3 separate regions of the Mus musculus genome follow, and all the other regions are linked to region 2. A link is a contact called in public HiChIP or PLAC-seq and promoter capture Hi-C data. All regions are on one chromosome and are shown on one strand. The core of a region is the stretch at or near the end of the contact, and the rest is flanking DNA. Distances in the headings are between cores, read along the strand shown.

Region 1 (3,952 bases), core at 1,383-3,882, 670 kb after region 2:
CAGCTCTTTTTTGGTTTTTCGAGACAGGGTTTCTCTGTGTAGCCCTGGCTGGCCTCGAACTCAGAAATCCACCTGTCTCTGCCTCCCAAGTGCTGGGACTAAATGTGTGCACCACCACGCCCGGCGCTGTTTTGAATTTTTGATCTCATTATAGTTGTCCTATAACTAATTATGATTCAAAGCTGGCCTTGAACTCGGAGATCTGCCTAGCTGTGCACTATGCCCAGAAAAACTCCCTATTTTACTATTTTATATATATGGATGCTCTCACTTCATAGAAGTGTGTGCATCACATCCAGGGCTGTGGAGGCAGAGGAGGGCCTCCAATCCCCTGGAACTGGAGTGGCAAATGGTTGTGAGCTGCCATGTGAGTGTTCAGAATGAAACTCAGCAGGTACACTGGAAGGCACAGTTTTCTGGCACAGTTCTTAATGGCTGAGCCATCTCTCCAACCCCTTAGACAGGCTTTTACTGTACTTTAAGAATAGCTTCTGTTTCCTTTATGGAAGACAGCACACAGAACAGCAGTCAATTCCAAGCACTTTCTGAGATAGCTGGTCTTCAAGGGAAACAAAATAGCAAGATTGTTTCTAGGGTTAACTTTTCCTAAGATCACACACTAAACAAACAAGCTGCTTGTCCTTACTGGATAAGAAATATCACATTAGAAAGAATGCCTGTTCATCCCCTTGACACTGGAGTACCATAGAAACATGCAGACAGAATTCCCATAGGGGAAGGATCCTTTCCAGTGACTCCTCCAGGGAATAGTCTCCAGCCATCTGGGGGAACCCTTTAGAATTGGAATATATACTCTGTGTGTGTGTGTGTGTGTGTGTATGCCGATAGCAGAGGTAAGTCACAAAGCTTGTTATATATCTGTATGAGAAACAAAGACTATTCTTATGACAATGGAAAAGTGTATTGGATTGTCTCTTTTCTTGATAGTTCTTGCATTTCATTTTCAGCCCTCACTATGGAAGAGAATAGCAGGATCCAGTTTTCTCCTAAGCCTGCACCTCCACCTCCACCTCAGGGATACTTAAGATAATGATGGTTATCTTGAAAAACTGTAAATTCTTGGGGGCCCAGAAAAGACTTTGAGTTTCACTTAATCTATTTATTATATATTTACTTTTTGCATCTGAGTGTCTGGCATAGCACTTTTAGAAGAGATAAATAGTATTACTAAATACAGATTAGTGACTAGCTGGATATAAGAAAAAAAACCCTTGTAGACAAATCAAAGAAGTAATCCAAAACAGATACTTCTGAGTAATGGATTATTTTGTCTAACCACATCTCCACACTAGAAAAGGAATTCTGGCATCAGTGTCGTGTTTGTTCTAGATAAGGTTTTTACAGAAGGCGTCTCTGCCTACGAGGAAAGTACTTCCTTGGAGTTTGAGTAAGCTTTATCAAAAACACAGCTATGATTGATCCTCATTACAGATCGCATCAGATCCTTGAAGAACAGTGTCTTTTTGGCAGCAGATAAGACTAGCCCTTTGAAGAACGGGGTGGGGGTGGGGTGGGGGGGATCTTCTGCCCAGAGCATGTAGCTGGGCAAAGTATGTTGTGAATACTACCACCTTAGAAGCTGGTTCACAAAGCTGTTTCCAATAAAGTCTCAGGCTCCATCGCCTTCAAAATGACCACTTCTCCCATCTCAGGCTTCCAAGGCCCGTTCAGCAGTTCCTCTTGACACCTTCCCCAAATGTTGGAAGCCTCAGGCTTCACCACACCCTATCCTAGCCAGACGTCTGCTGTCATACTAACACGTTCACGCGCTAACAAATCAGGGCTTGGGGCCTAACTGATCCTGTTGTTTCAAACCCCAGAAGTAAAGTAACTTTAGCAAACATTACATCTCATGCATCCACCTACGTCGCTCGGAAGCTCTGGCGCTTGCACTGAACCCACAAGCTTCCAGGACCCCAGCTAATTCTGGTTCTCCCAGGCCCTTCCCGTTCCTCTCGCCGGGCACTGCGGGAGCACGACTCACTCTTGGGTTCCTGGAGATTGGGAGGCAGCCTTCGAGAGCTCCATGCGACTCTGTGATCTGCACTTCTGAGGCCCAGCACTCCCCTCGATTCTCTCTCACTCGCCCACACCCTAGACTCGCGCGGTCTGCGCGCACGCAGGCTCCAGGGGCGCGTCGCCGGGCTCCGAGCATCCCCGCCGCGGCCCGGGCTCCCCGGCTCCCCCGCCCCGCCGCCTCGGCTTCCGGCCCTCGGTCTCCGGCCCAGGCGTCCCGCCCCTACCCCCCGCCATCCCCGGCCCCGCGCAGCAACGCTCACCGCTCAAACAGCATCCTCACGGAGAAGATGCACACTGCCAGCGGGAACACCGACAGCACGTGCTGGGCGCGCGGGTAGCCGTAGCCGTCGCCCGGGCCCTCCAGGTCCGCCCAGCTCACGTTCTGAGGCAGCCAGAAGCTCTCGCTCCACAGCCAACCCCACAGGAGGCCCAGGGTTTCCGCTGCTGCAGTCGCCATCTTACGCGCGCCCGGCGGCCACTGCCGCCACAGCCTCGGAGGCAGTCAAGGCAAAAGGAACCCGCTGGGAGGCGGCCCCGAGGCGGGGCCCGGCCTACGGCCACCCTCTTCCGTCCCTGGGTCCTCCCAGCCGCCCAGCCCGCCTCTCCCGCAAGGATGGCCTCCTCCCCGCCCATCCCGCCTTCCCGCCCACTTCTCCGTCGCAGCAGCCCAGGCCCCTCATGTGGGTCCCGGCCTCGCCCCGCGTGCCCATTTCTTCTTGGCCACGCCCACCTGTCCTGGTCACGCCCCTCACCTGCAGCCCGAGCCACGCCCAGTTTCTTTCAGCAGGTTCGACATCACCATGGTCACACCCCTACCTCAGGCTAGTTTCTCCCTTTTGGAAACACTCTTCCTAGTCCAGCAGATTCAAGTTCTTTCTGGCTCCCGGCCCGGCTATACGTTCCTGATCATCACTTACAGTCCCGGTGTCCCAGCCAGCCGGCTGTGCTGTTCATCCTAGTTGATTCCTCCTCCTCCTCCTCCTCCCCCTCCTCCTCCTCCTCCTCCTCCTCCTCCTCCTCATACTCCTCCTCCTACTCCTCCTTCTCCTTTTTTGCACTTCCTTGATCTCCACCCCCCTCCTTGGCTTTAGGCCTTAAAAGTTACCTTCACTTTTTCTCAGAGAAAACACAAGGCTTTGAAATATCTTTACATTAAAAGCCTGTAATTCCAGCCTCCACTGTAATCCCACTTGGGGCTCAGGGTCGTTCTCTGCAAGTTCAGGGCCAAAATGAACTTCATGAGACCTCCCCATCCCACCCCCATTCCCTTTTGAGTGTCTGTGGGAGGTAGTGTTTCACAGCTGACGGCTCCGCACTTGGGTGACCAAAGGGAGAGAATTGTCCCTTCCTTTTAAGACCAGTTTGCATACAGTACAGGACAAAAGGTTCCTCCTCTCCCCTCTTGAGGCAGAAGGTAATGGGGGGAAAAAAAAGCAACAAGGCAAAAGGAAAATAAATGACCGCTAGTTTTAATGACATCTGTCATGTAGCAGTTTATGAAGGAATAAACTGAAGTCCAAAGAGGCAGAATAGTTTGCCCAAAGTCATATAGACCAACAGCTGTAATTAGAAAATAATTAGAGGGGCTGGTGAGATGTCTCAGTGGGTAAGAGCACCCGACTGCTCTTCCGAAGGTCTGGAGTTCAAATCCCAGCAACCACATGGTGGCTCACAACCATCTGTAATGAGATCTGACTCCCTCTTCTGTAGTGTCTGAAGATAGCTACAGTATACTTAGATATAATAAATAAATAAATCTTAAAAAAAAAAGAAAGAAAATACTTAGACTCCAGAACTCTCATTTCCTTATCTTACAAACCACCTCAACTTTATTTTTTTATTTATTTATTGTTTCCAGCCCGCTTGGGCCCAGATCGCTTTGGCCTATTTATTTATTATATGTAAGTACACT
Region 2 (3,654 bases), core at 931-3,430:
AGAGTGCAAACCTGCGACGTGAGCAGGCGCTGGAGGGCGCCGGCCAGAGAGACTGGGGAAAGGCTAAGCAACTTTTGGTCCTGTCTGGTCATCGCCTCGGCCTCCAGTACCTGCCGCGTTCGGTTGGGGAAACCGAGGCAGCTGAGACCGAGAGAGGCCTGGAAGATGAAAAATCGGGGACGGTGGCGAAGGTTGGGGTGGCCATCAATTTCCTCACGGGTTTCTGTATCAGCCAAGGCCAGCCCTGGGCCAGTGGCGGGTAAATACGTTACTATGCCCTCGACAGCTGCTCACACGCTCCCCTCCCTCCCGCTTCAGCTTGTCAGATTCCCCCCACCCCCACCCCACCTCCCACCCCGAGCCAGTTTATAGAACAACAATTTGGGGAAAACAATCCCGGCCGAGTGACGGCCCCGTAATTGTGACAAAGTGAGTGCGGACGGCTGGAGAGAGCGTAGGGCGGGAGCGAGGCAGGGCGAGGCGCAGGCAGGGGCTCCTCTCGCCCACCCTGTCACCCCTGTTCTCATTCCGGTCACCTCTCATCCCTCTCCTTGACTCTTCCTCAATTCTTCTTCTCTAGGTCCCCTGTGCCTCCCTTCTCGTTTCTCCATCGCTCTGCCCTCTCCTCACAGTAATGGTCCTCCTCTCGCCCCTCACCCTCCACCACCCTCCTCCAGATGTGCCTTTTCCTCGCTCATTTCTCACTCTCTTCTCCGTCCTCCACTCTTTTCTCCATCTTTTTCACGCGCTTACATTGCCCTTGGGTCCCAGGGCTCTACGGCAAAAATCTGCTTCGCTCCCTCCCCAGTCCGTCCTTTCTAGGCTGGGCCCGAAGCCTTCATCCCTTTCGCGTTTTTGGACACTTCTGGGCCCCTCCTGCGAGCAGGAGACCTGGCTCCCCGGGGTCCCCTCCCCCTCCAGGCGGTTCGCACTGGGCTCCCGGCTCCCGAGCGAGTTTGTTTGTCCAGCGGCGGCGGCTGCTTCTGCCCGCGCTGTTTGCCAAGCTTAGCGCGCCGCCGCGCAGAGCGGGCCCAATTAAGTCTCATTCATTATTCAGCGCCCCCGTCCGCCCCCCGTCCCCAGCCGTGGCTGGGTTGTCGTTTTGTCGCCCCTCCTCAGCCCTAAAGGGGCCATATCTAGTCCCCAGCTAGAACTAGACGTTGGAGGGAGCTAAAACATTCTGCCCACTGTTGACAAGTGACCCTAAGTGAAGCCCACCGGCTCCATCCCTACCTCTAATCAAGCCTGGGGAATTTCGTAGATCCAAGCTTCTTTTAAAAGAAACTGAAGCTCAGGAAAGGGTGTGACTTGGCCAAGGTCACGGAGCTGCTCGGGGATTGTAGCCCGGGATGTTGAAGGCATCTTGTAAGCCAGCTCCATTCCAGCGTCCAAGCGAGAAGGCAGGCTCCTCTCCCCCGAGTCTCCCTGGGTTTGCCCTTACTCTTCTGATGGCTCGCCCCCACCCTGTATCCCTTGCTGGTGTGGGTTCCCCCCCCCCCCTTTGCTTCAGGCTACAAGGGTCTGAACAGCTTCTGGCTCTATGGATTCTGGGCTATGCAGGCTCAGACTCCCAGGTCTGGCTGTGGAGTCCCCTAACTGGAAGGCCTGGAAGCAAGGTAGTGAGGCAGAATTGCGGGTCTTGAGGGGCTCTCTCCTTCACCTCTGAGTGGATGTCTCTCCTTTAAGAAATTAGACGTGATCCTATAATGGCCGTCTTGGAGTACAGAGAGAAGCGAGACAGGGATCACCTCCCATTTGTGGCGGAGAGGAGAGGAAGTCGAGATTTTTAATTTTATTGATAGAGTCGCCCTTTTTCTCCCGCCAGGTAGCTGCACGGTTCGGACAGCTTTGACCAGGAATGTCCCAACCTTGCAAAAAGGAGATCTGGGACTTTTGGGGACCCTCCCTTCCGTAAACGGCAGCGCCATCTGGCGGTGTTAATGAAGTGCTGCAAGAGGTGCGCACTGCCGGGAGTGGGGCGCGGTTCCAGGCCCTACAGTGTAAAACTGGGTGAGTCTGGGGAAAGCTTCCCGTAGAGAGGGCGATCAGAGCCCAGGAACACAGGACCGGAAGGTGGCTACGAAGGGGCTGACCAGGGCTTTCGGGGCGGGGCCTGCAGGAGGTGGCCTGACTTCAAACACAGTCACCCAGCACTGAGGGACAAAGTCCACTTGTGTGGAGGTGAGAGCAGTTACAGAGGGGCCATTTTGAATCTGTGTTCAAAGGCAATGGCTGTTCTGAAGCAGCCTGGAAGCCTGGGCTGCCAGGTACTGCGGCCCTGCTGGGACTGCCTGAGGGTGAGTTTGCTTGAAGTAGGTAAGACGATTGGCAGGCAGATTTGATATTCTGAGGATTTTTGCGGCCGCTTTGTAGAGTGCCTTCGATCTGGTTGATAGGGATAGGATGGCTGGGCTGTGGGGTGCTAAGGTCTGGGTCAAAATGTTCTCCAGAACGTTTAAGTGGAAGGAGTTCAGGGTCCCTTTCAAATTTGGCTTGTGGGAGAACGGCATAGTCTGGGGAGATGGGAAAGCTGGAAAGGGCTTTGGCCGAGTTACAGAATGCACCCGCTTACACACACACACACACACACACACACACACACACACACACACACACACACACACACACGATGTTAAAGGAGTGAGTTTGGCTAAGACACTGGCTTTCAAAGGGGTTTGAAACAGTGAAAAAGTATTCTCTTCAGCCCTTTCCTGTGAGCCATTACTATTCCAGAGTCTAAGGGGAGGATAGAAATTTAAGCTTCTTTTTTCCCCCTTCTTATTCTTTCTCAATTTTACTTTATGTACACGGGTGTTTTGCTTGAACCTTTGTGTGTGCACTGCATGCACTCCTGATATCCTTGGAGACCAGAAGAGGGCATCTATGAGCTGCCATGTGGGTGCTGGGAATTTAAACCCCAAGTGACCCCTGGGTCACCCGTTAGTCCCAAGCTTTTGAGTTGTTGTTGTTGTTGTTCAGGCACCTAGTTCTCAGTGTCCCAACTTAAAGTCACTTAAAACATTCTCTTCCTGGGGGTGGAGAGATGGCTCAGCCGGTTAAGAGCACTGACTCTACCTGGTGGTTCACAACCATCTGTAATGGGATCTGATGCCCTCTTCTGGTGTGTCTGAGCACAGCTACAGTGTACGTATGCATAATAATGAATAAATCTTAAAAACAAAAACATTCTCTTCCTTGGACATGGTGGCACATGCCTATAACCTCAGCACTTGAGGAGGTAGGGGCAGGAAGACCAAGATGTCCTCAGCTATGGCCGCATAAGACCAGTTTGGAACGTGCAATAAGACTGTGCCTCAAATATCAATAAATTAATAATAAATAAATGAAAATATTTTAATTGAAGCATTTCCTCCCTTAAATATGGAGTCACTGTGATTGTAAATAACAGGACTGGGGTGCTAACGGAAGATAGGAGACATCTAGTACCTGAGAGACCCCGAGGTAGGGCTAGCTTGATTTTTATTACTGCTGAGCCTTTCTCCTTGCTTCACCTCTCAGGCCTAAGGATGACCCTCCAGACTGCAGTGATTCTCACAGAGGACCTTGAGATTTCTGCAATTTGATCAATGTCAAACGCCACTGGATTTTCTCTGAGACTCTTGCCCTAGAGGATGGCCAAAGGGCTGCTGATGA
Region 3 (3,834 bases), core at 726-3,225, 530 kb before region 2:
AAGTAGCAAGTTGTAAATCAGTACAAACAAAGCTGCATACGACCTCAGGCTTCCTGTCCTGTCACTTGCCTTCTGCAAAGACGATCCTTTAGCTCAGGACAACTTCATCACATTTACTTTTGGCCATAGCATGAGTATGGTGGTCAGAGGGCAACTTGCAGGAGTCGGTTATCTTCCCACCCGAGTCCCAGGGATGGAATTCAGGCTACCAGGCTTGACGAGAAGTGCCTTTACCCGCTGGGCCATTCTGTCAGGCCAAGAATAACTTTAAAATTTTAAAGTGTATCAGCATTTGCCTGATTCTATGTATGTGCACCAAGGGCATGTCTGGTGCCCACAGAGGTCAGAAGAGGGCATGAGATTACCCTACAACTGCAGCTATAGACGACTGTGGGCTGCCATATAGGCCCTGCCTAAACAGTAAGTGCTTGTAACTGCTGAGCCATCTCTCTAGCCCCACAAAAAATAACTTTTTAAGGATATTTACCAGGCCTTCCCTTACTAGGCTCTTGGAACTTTTCTCTCTCTCACCTTCTTAAACTTCAATAATTAAGTTTTCCAGTTCTACTTTCTTTTGGGGGGGGGCGTGGGGGAGGTGAGGAGGTGGGTGGGCAGTGTTCAAGGCAGGGTTTTTCTATGAATCCTTGACTGTCCTAAAACGTGCTGTGTAGACCAGGCTGGCATCAGAAGTAGAGATCTGCTCACCTCCCCATCCTGAGCAATGGGATTCAAGGTACGCACCACCACACCCTGCTTAGTTCTGATTCCTTCAGGAAATATTACATGACCTCTGAAGTATAAAACCTTTGAAACCATTTGATAGTCATCCACTGAAAATAAACCCCTGCCTTCCTTTGTACGGGTACCATTCCAACCTCCCCAAAACGTAAGAGTACTTATTCCCACAGACCTCAGCAACAGTCTGCATAGAAGTGACAATATGATGGCGGCAAGCTTAAACACACATTTAAAAGGTGCCGTAAACACAGACAGAAACTCAGAGAGGTTTGATCGTGCACTGACCAAATGCTTGGGAAACTGGATTTCAATAGGAGACAACTGGCAATAAAGAGAACACCTATACAACATACAACCTTCAGACTTAAAAACACTAGAGACCTAAACTCTGCACTTTTTTTTCTTTCTTGGAGACAGGGTCTTACATGGAAATTCTGGCCTGCTTCTACTTCTCCAAAGCTCAGATCAAAGGCACAGGACACCAGGCCTAGCCCTCAGCATCACTCTTAAATAAATGCTACATAAGTGGAAGTAAAATAAAAAAAAGAAAAAGAAAAAAAATATATATATATATGGACAACGGAAAGAACTTTAAAACTATTAGTTTTGCCACAAGACTGTATTTTCATAAGAAAAACTGGGAGGGGGGAAATCACTAAACTACATTACCTCTAAATTTTGAAACCTAATGAATAAACTATCACTAGTGCCCAAAGAAGCAAGGACTTAATATTCTGAAAACTACTTTAAGCATACCAACTTGTATATCCCCTCCCCCCAAACCTAAGTTGACATCTTTTTTTCCTCTTAAATTCCATGAAACAGCTACTAGAACGTTTGAATATCAAGCGTGGTGGCAGACATTGGGACATTTTGTTTTAAACGAGAATCTGACAGGTTAGCCAGCTAGTGAGAGAAACGGGCTTGGAACCAAAACTGGGGCAGCAATTCCAGACCACCTTCATAAGTCCTTTGCGTACAGAATTTCCCGAAACCCTTTTTATACACTTTGGGGAGGCAGAGTCGATAGCGAAACGTCCTAAACGGAGCCTTAGGTCACAGCAGAAAGAAGACTCTCAAAAGCCACTAAAACAGGGCAGAATCCAGAGGACGGGGGCTGGGAAGGAGCAGCGAAAACACAAAGACAGGAGAGGTACGAGTCGGCAGCCCGGCCGGTGGCACCGGTGAGCGAGCGGGAAATTGACTCCGCCTCACTTCCCTCGCGCGAACAGTGGCTCGGCCAGCGAGCGCCATTGTGGGTTCTCCCAACTTAGACGCCCAGCTCCTGCCACCACCCCACCCGCTTCTGTCCCCACCAGCGTCGCCGGCCCGGACGTCGAAGCATGGCCGGACGCACTCCGAGGCCGATGGCCTAGGCCGAAAGGATACACGTTCAGACGTTGTCCCATGTCCTGGAGGAGATTGGCCGCCTGCTGGCGGTAAGAGAGTTCTTTATCGGAGTCCACGCCAAAGCGACGCGACGGGCTGTTCTCCAGCTGCTCGCGAGTAAAATACCACCGCTTGTTGTTGTTCTTCCTCTCTCCCTCCATAGTGCTTCAACCAAGAGGCAGCGGCGGGGGCTGCGAGCACTTCCCAGCGTCACCGGAGCGGCGACACACATCCGCCGTGCCGAGACTACTGCGACGTGACGAACTTCCTCCAAGGGGCGACCACCGAGGTTGTGACACACTTCCGCCCAGAAAGCCGAAGATTCCAGCGCCGACTTCCGGAATGACCCCTCCGACACCCCGTAGACGAATCCACAGCCAGTCCGCGGCTAAGAACGGACCGGCGGCCGGGACGCAGGATCCGGTCGTGTGACCGCCAGGTGGGCGGGACTATCTGACGTCGTTCTTTAAAGGTCTCGTCTTTCCGCGCGAGAACTGCGGTAAGGGGGCCTCACCGGCGGGCCTCTAGTTAACGCTCGCTGCGCTTGGCTGGGTAGTTTCCGAGGACGTGCGTGATGGAGGCCCCTTTGTAACACCGGGCTTACGGAAAAAGTGGCAGGGGAAATAGGCGAGACTCTCAGAAAACCGAGAAAGGACGAGACAGTGAGTGGCCCTGCCCCGTGCAGAAACGCGAAAGCCACTAAAAGGTTCCTGGGTTCTTAGCTCCGGCATGGAGAACTCCGGCGCGTTTGGAAACCGCTCTCCTATTTTGTAGCAGCCTTTCCTCCCGTTTCACTGCGGCCAATCATCTGGAAGGAATAAAATCAACGCCACTGAGCTTCGTTTGAGTGTTTGGGGGGGGGGGGTAAAGGGGCCTTTTTTTAAAGATTTATTTATCTTCATTTATGTATATGAGTACTCTGTAGTGGTCTTTAGACAACAGAATTGGGCATCGGATCCCATTACAGATGGTTGTGAGACACCATGTGGTTGCTGAGAATTGAACTCAGGACCTCTGGAAGAGTAGTCAGTGCCCCTACCCGCTGAGCCATCTCTCCAGCCCCGGGTAAAGGGGTCTTTTTCTCTCTTTCCTTTCTTATTTTTGTCATCCCTGGAGCTCAGAGGGGCGTCGGGTTTTGCCCGAGTGCTGGGATTAAAGGCTTGCACCACCACCCCGCCACGCTCAAGGACACCACCGATCGTTTATCGTTTAGGTCTGGAGGCCTTTTTTCTTTTGCATTCTTTTCTCTTTGTCAGTGAAGGCGATAAGCTTGCAGGCTCAGATTCCAAACATCCAGTCAGGGAGGGCCCAAGGTTATGCAAGCTCCCCTGCGCGTCAGGTCAGTAGTTCTAGGAAACCCACCCCGTAGGGAAAGGTTATCAAGCGAAGGAGATCAGGAGATAATTTGTGTCCTGCATTGGGGAGGATTATCAGAAGAAGGAGATCAAGAGATAATTTGTGCTCTGGCCTCACTCCCAGGTCCACTTTGTGAGGTTGTAAAAAGCAAGCTGGGGCCGATGTCCGCCTCAGCCTCCTGGCTGCACCAGGGTGTCTCTGTCCCCGGGCCTCGGTCGCTGCCTTGAACTCGGTATTGATGTTCACACAATCCCAAACTCTAGATCTTTTGTTTACCAAGAGCCCACTGTATCCACCCACTAGCAAGGGGATTGGCAATCAATCTTGAAGATTTGGGGTCTATTTTTTTCG

The links. Promoter capture Hi-C pulls out the DNA fragments that hold promoters and counts their contacts. HiChIP or PLAC-seq counts read pairs in DNA pulled down with a chosen protein or histone mark.
Region 1: a contact with region 2 is called in a promoter capture Hi-C map of embryonic stem cells, with 2.4 times the contacts expected there. The contact joins the promoter of Cers5 here to the promoter of Dnajc22 in region 2. A contact is called at or near these places in 3 of 39 promoter capture datasets (embryonic stem cells and liver) and 2 of 115 datasets of contacts at active chromatin or transcription factors (bone marrow-derived macrophages and large pre-B cells).
Region 3: a contact with region 2 is called in an HNF4G HiChIP or PLAC-seq map of pancreatic cancer cells. The contact joins the promoter of 9330020H09Rik here to the promoter of Dnajc22 in region 2. A contact is called at or near these places in 1 of 115 datasets of contacts at active chromatin or transcription factors (pancreatic cancer cells) and 1 of 9 other capture datasets (adipose tissue).

The regions. Positions count from the first base shown.
Region 1 is chr15:99,769,883-99,773,834 of GRCm38.p6, forward strand. Cers5 (ceramide synthase 5) reads right to left here and starts at 2,633. Exons shown (of 10, transcript NM_028015.2): 1 at 2,301-2,633. The coding sequence starts at 2,497.
Region 2 is chr15:99,097,304-99,100,957 of GRCm38.p6, forward strand. It overlaps Dnajc22 (DnaJ heat shock protein family (Hsp40) member C22), which reads left to right and starts at 2,181. Exons shown (of 3, transcript NM_176835.2): 1 at 2,181-2,297; 2 at 3,520-3,654. The coding sequence starts at 3,633.
Region 3 is chr15:98,565,349-98,569,182 of GRCm38.p6, forward strand. 9330020H09Rik (RIKEN cDNA 9330020H09 gene) reads left to right here and starts at 1,976. Exons shown (of 2, transcript NR_028442.1): 1 at 1,976-2,177; 2 at 2,291-3,834. Ccnt1 (cyclin T1) reads right to left here and starts at 2,388. Exons shown (of 9, transcript NM_009833.2): 1 at 2,128-2,388. The coding sequence starts at 2,288.